Regions from separate parts of the Mus musculus genome. Here region 2 is linked to region 1. Evidence: chromatin contacts called from public HiChIP or PLAC-seq data. All regions are on one chromosome and are shown on one strand. The core of a region is the stretch at or near the end of the contact, and the rest is flanking DNA. Distances in the headings are between cores, read along the strand shown.

Evidence for each region. HiChIP or PLAC-seq counts read pairs in DNA pulled down with a chosen protein or histone mark.
Region 2: an H3K27ac HiChIP or PLAC-seq map of embryonic stem cells shows a contact between it and region 1, with 5 read pairs. The contact joins the enhancer-like site here to the promoter of E2f1 in region 1. A contact is called at or near these places in 4 of 484 Hi-C or Micro-C datasets (CD4 T cells, cardiomyocytes, embryonic stem cells and 1 more), 5 of 115 datasets of contacts at active chromatin or transcription factors (bone marrow-derived macrophages, embryonic stem cells, memory CD8 T cells and 1 more) and 1 of 9 other capture datasets (liver).

The regions. Positions count from the first base shown.
Region 1 is chr2:154,568,551-154,571,330 of GRCm38.p6, reverse strand. E2f1 (E2F transcription factor 1) reads left to right here and starts at 1,439. Exons shown (of 7, transcript NM_007891.5): 1 at 1,439-1,842. The coding sequence starts at 1,597.
Region 2 is chr2:154,897,874-154,900,573 of GRCm38.p6, reverse strand. No RefSeq gene overlaps it. Among named protein-coding and RNA genes, the nearest start is that of Eif2s2, 6.3 kb to the right of the region's middle. Within about 2 kb of position 1,388, at least 12 of the 459 cell types and tissues checked have an H3K27ac peak or open chromatin away from gene starts, as enhancers often do. A contact at or near this core is called in embryonic stem cells, where this site is marked.

The DNA of each region.
Region 1 (2,780 bases), core at 190-2,689:
AAAAACCCACCCCTCCCAATCAAAACAAACCAAAAAAAAAACAAGAAGGGGAGAGGGCGGCCTGGCTGGGGATTGATTCTAAATTGGCCAAACCGGGGTGGTTCAAAGTTAACCCGTGCCTTGGTGTTTCTGGGCCCTGGAACATCACAGCCCCCTTATTGCGTCCTTGCTCACCTCTGCCCTCAGCCTCCAATTCTCTCATACCCAGAAAGGGCCTGAGAAGCAGCCCCTGCTAAGCCAGCTCAGAGTAATGTGGTCAGAGTTGGGGCCAAGATTAAGTAGCATGAAGCATGGAGAAAGTAACCCGGCTTGAGAGCTCCCTGTAGCTTACACTGGACCTGGGGACTTGAATATTGTCAGCTACTTACTCTCTTCTTGTGGTCATCTCCCCCACCCCCAAGGACAGGAAGTTTGTGGGTCTTGTTAAACCTTTCATGTTTCTATTCCCAGTATTGGCAAGATGCCTAGTAGAGAGGACCACAATGCTGATCAGACGGGCTGACCCCAGCAATCAGAAATGCTGATGGAGGACCTCTGGATTAAAGGCACCACCATACGCACCCTCCTCGCCCCTGCACCTCCCTATGAGAGGAGATACTTTAATGGACCAATCTCTTCACATTGCAAACATCTGCTGCTTCTGTGTTTCCTTTTTTTCCTTTTCACTAAGTCATGAGTCAAGGTCTGGACTGAGGATGGGACAGTGAACGCTCTCAGGCGTTTTTTTTTTTTTGAGATCAGGGTCTCACTGTGTAGTTCTGGATGACCTGAACTGGGAAGATCCGCCTGCCTCTGCCTCCCAAGTGCTGGGATTAAAGGCAGGCGCCATTGTGGAGTGACCAAATGAATGAACGCTAACTGGGCTCTGGCTACGAAAGAAATTTCAGTAAAAAGACACTGAGATCAAAGCCACACATCCCTTACTCATTTCCTGGCTCCCCTCTTGGGCTTGGCTTCTGGGTGACAGGATAGGGAAGAAAGCATGATGTGAACTAATGGAATAAATGGATCTTAAGACCGGAGATGTGGCTGAAGCGAGCTTTGGAGGTGAGCCTGAAGAGGCAGTCTCTGGGCTGTAAACTGAGGGGGTGGAGACCACAGGTTGAGAGTTTAGGGGGTCATGTGGAGACTGCGGGACGTGCAGAACCGAGTACGAAGTTTGTTCGCTTCGCCAGACCCGCCACCCATCGAGTGGGCGGTGAAGGGGCGGGGCCCATTGCCCACGCCTCCTGCAGGGCACGGCGAGAGGCAGAGGGGAGAAGGCGCCCGGCACCGCCCGGACAAAGCCTGCGCGCGCCCCGCCCCGGGATTGGCCACCCCGCCCCTGGTCCCACCCTCCGTCTCCTGCCCCGCACGCCGCAACCAATGCTCGCCATCGGAGCCTCCGTCGTCACAGCCGCCCCGGCCAATGGAGGAGGCGTTCGGCGGCGCGTGGCTCTTTCGCGGCAAAAAGGATTTGGCGCGTAAAAGTGGCCCGGACTTTGCAGGCAGCGGCGGCCGGGGCGGAGCGGGATCGAGCCCTCGCCGCGGCCTGCCAGTCATGGGCCCGCGCCGCCGCCGCCGCCTGCCTCCCGGGCCACGCGGGCCGTGAGCGCCATGGCCGTAGCCCCCGCGGGCGGCCAGCACGCGCCAGCGCTGGAGGCCCTGCTCGGGGCGGGCGCGTTGCGGCTGCTCGACTCCTCGCAGATCGTCATCATCTCCACCGCGCCCGATGTCGGCGCCCCGCAGCTCCCCGCCGCGCCGCCCACTGGCCCTCGCGATTCTGACGTGCTGCTCTTCGCCACGCCGCAGGCGCCCCGACCCGCGCCTAGTGCACCGCGCCCGGCTCTCGGCCGCCCGCCGGTACGGACCCTAGGCGCGGGCGGGGGAGGGGACGGGCTGCTGCGCTGGGCGGCGCGGAGCCTGGGCTGGGCCTCGGGGCTCCGCCCCGGGGCGCGCATTGACTGACTGCCTTGCCTGTCTGTTTGCTGAGCCTCGCTCCGGGCCTCGGCGTCTTCACCGGAGCGTCGGAACCATTAATGATTGTGTCTCACGTGTATCCAGCTGGTGCTTGCTTAGTGCACGCTCAGGCTTTGGCACCAAATTCCCAATTCTGGTGTGAGCTGGGTGTTGTCACGTGCCCATCTGCCAGAGGGAGGAACTGAGGCCCAGAGATGGGGAAGTGCTTCACGCAGCTGCAGATGGTGGGGCTGATATTTGAACTGATGTCTGCTGGCTTGCTGCAGAACCTATGGCTAGGGAGTGCGCACAGTTGCTTGTTGGAGGTGAGAGAGGGTGACTGTTAGAGACATCTTCGGGAGATCCTCCTTAGTAGCTCTGCCAGGTGCAGGCCTGGCCTTCCAGGCCTCTGGGGATAGGCCTCTTGATTGGGAGGCCTTCTCTGCAGGGGCGGGGTGCTGGGCCAGCTGCTGCAACCCTTCCTTTGCCTGTTCTTCCATCTGCCACCCTTCCAGCTCCTGGTTGCCATGGAACTTTATTAATCAGGCGGACAGACCTCTGAGCCTCTGGAAGACTGGGTGGGCTGGGCCCCTGAGAAGGGGCCTCCAGTTCCTGGAGAGAGAAGACGTGGGAGGGAGATCCCTGGATAAAAGTCTCTTCCTGATTCTAAGCAAGTAGCTCAAGACCACTTTAGGCAGGGGGCCTAGAAAAGGCAGCTGGGTACGAGGAGAGTGGAACTTGGATCTAAGCAGGGGCCAGCTCCGTGAGTGGGCCACTATCTTCATTGTAGGGGTGGAGTGGACAGGAGGGGCGAGGGCAAGGCCCAGTATCAGAGAAGAAGC
Region 2 (2,700 bases), core at 139-2,638, 330 kb before region 1:
CAGTCCATAGTATTTGGCAACGTTTGAAATCATTTTATTATCTATCCTATTTTGGTATGTTTAAAGTTCTATATTGCCAGACAGTGGTGGCACACACCTTTAATCCCAGAGCACTTAGGAGGCAGAGGCAGGTGGATTTCTGAGTTCAAGGCCAGCCTGGTCTACAGAGTAAGTTCCAGGACAGCCAAGTATACAGAGAAACCTTGTCTCAACAAAAACACCCCCCCCAAAAAGTTCTATATCTAAATCATTTTCTGTCCTGACTCATCTCATTATCTTAAAAACATCTTCTTGGACCTAGATCATTTTTTAAATCTTAAACAACACAAGCTTATAGTAAGACTATCACTTCAAGCCTCTCAGATGCCCAAGAAGGAAATAAATATTACCCAAGTATGCAGGAAATGCTGGAACACAGCTTCTGAAATCATAGAAATGACAGACAGCTGATCACCTGGACAGTTCCCAATATCATCTCTCTAATATTAGAGCATCTATCTTCAACCTTCTGGGCCACAATATATGACAGATCTTTTGAGAAGCAGGAATTACAAAGGACGTTCTTATTCTAACTTGGCAGAGTTTAGCAGTTGATTTCCCTGCATCCATTTGTCCTTTCTGGACAAATTGTCTGCAGTTGAACCATGAGGGTTTTTTGTGTGTTTTGTTTGTTTGTTTGTTTGGTTTTGGTTTTGGGTTTGGGTTTTTTTGTTTGTTTGTTTGCTATGCTCTCCGGTCAAGTCAACTGGACAAGCTGAAAGGCTTAAAAGTCACTCATGAGGCAAAAGAGTTTCAAGGAAGTTCTCCTCCTGAAGTCTAGTGTTCTCTACTCATACTTTAATTTTTCATTCCCGAGTTCCATTACCGCACTAGTCTAGAGTTGGATCCACGTGTGCTCTCTTTCAGTATTTTCCTATAAGTGCTCTGACATGGCTAAAGTGTTCCACCAGTGTTCCAACAGTCCAAGGGCGTCCTTGACCAAGATCAAGGGTTTGGAATTCAGCAAGATTGTAAAAGCTAAGTCACTCCCTTACACAGGAATTTACCATCACTTAGGAAGAAGGAAGTTTCAGACCAAAGGAGAAACCAGAATAGATACTATAGCAGAGTTACACCCATACACACATATTTACAATGGCCTAAGGGGAAGGTGGACTATACAAGAGACTAAAATAGGAACTATGGCAAGGACGGGAAGCCCTTGACCCTGGCTTCTAAGATTAGTGAATTTTAGGTGGAGCCCTTGTTGATCCCAGCTGTTATCAATGTATTCTATCCTGGGTGGTTCCGGTTAGACCTTTTGTGTTTGCATTCCTCTGTTTTATGTAAGATCCCGGTTACCTCAATTGTACCTTGGGAATATGTCACTCAACTTCCTTATTGTCCTCTGCATAAAAAGTCTGATGCTCAGTTGTAAAATTACACTCAGATTCCACAGGAACTCTCCTGTGTGTGTGTCTGTCGCTCATCCACGCTTTGCCCACCTGCTTCGAGAGACCACATTCCACGCAGACACAGGGACCCAGAAGGTCTGCGGCATTTGTTTTTTTGTTTTTGTTTTTTTTGTTTGTTTGTTTGTTTTTTTGGTTTTTCGAGACAGGGTTTTTCTGTATAGCTCTGGCTGTCCTGGAACTCACATTGTAGACCAGGCTGGCCTTGAACTCAGAAATCCACCTGCCTCTGCCTCCGGAGTGCTGGGATTAAAGGCATGTGCCACCACACCCGGATTACATGAGGTTTTTGAAGACCAACTATTTATAGTATATCTTCATTGTCAAACATTGTTTAGTTTTATCTATTTACTCCCTGAATAACCTTAAAAGTATTTTATTGTAATTAACTAAACTGGTATCTAATATGACCATCAGTTTGACTCTCTGAGTATTAACTTGCACTACTTAATATTTTAAACAGTTTGTAAATAGCAGCCATGAAAAGGAGTGGGACTAAATTGTGTATTTTAAACTGAGTTGCATAGGCATAATACCTATAGAAGAGCTGAGTCATACATATATCATGTTGTAATAAAATTAATCTTAAATTTTGTATCAACCTAAAAAGACTTATACCAATGAAAACCTTAAACTTGTATCAATATATAAAATTTTGTATCAGTGTCAAAAAATATAACTTCAATTCTGTCAGTGCCGAGCCGCCTGACATGAGGGCTGAGAACCAGACTCAGATGTTCTTCAAGGGCAGTCTATGGTTTTTCCGTGCTGAGCCATCCCTCCAGTCTTTTTATAACTGGTTTGTTTCGTTTAGCAGACCATCCTCAAGGTTTATCCATGTTGTTGCTTATAGCATAATCCTCTTCCTTTTAAAAGCCCAGTGATAGTTCATTGTATGCCCTTACCACATTTTTGCTTGTTTGGTGATGAACAGGTAGATTGCCTCCTCATCTCGACCTCTGTCAGTAATGCTGCTATGAACCTAGGTAGACAAACATTTCTTTACCATCCTGCTTTTGGTTCTCTTGGATACATAGTCACAATCAGAATTGCTGAATCATGTGGTAATTCTATTTAAACATTTTTTTTTGGAGGAATAGCCTTACTGTTTCTATAGTGGATACAGTATTTCATCTTCCTACAAATAACACACAAGGATTCCCATAGCTTTGTTAGCGAGCACTTGTTTGGTTTATGGGTCTTTTTGGTTTTATTTTCTTAGTAACCATTTAATGAGTGTAAGTAGAAT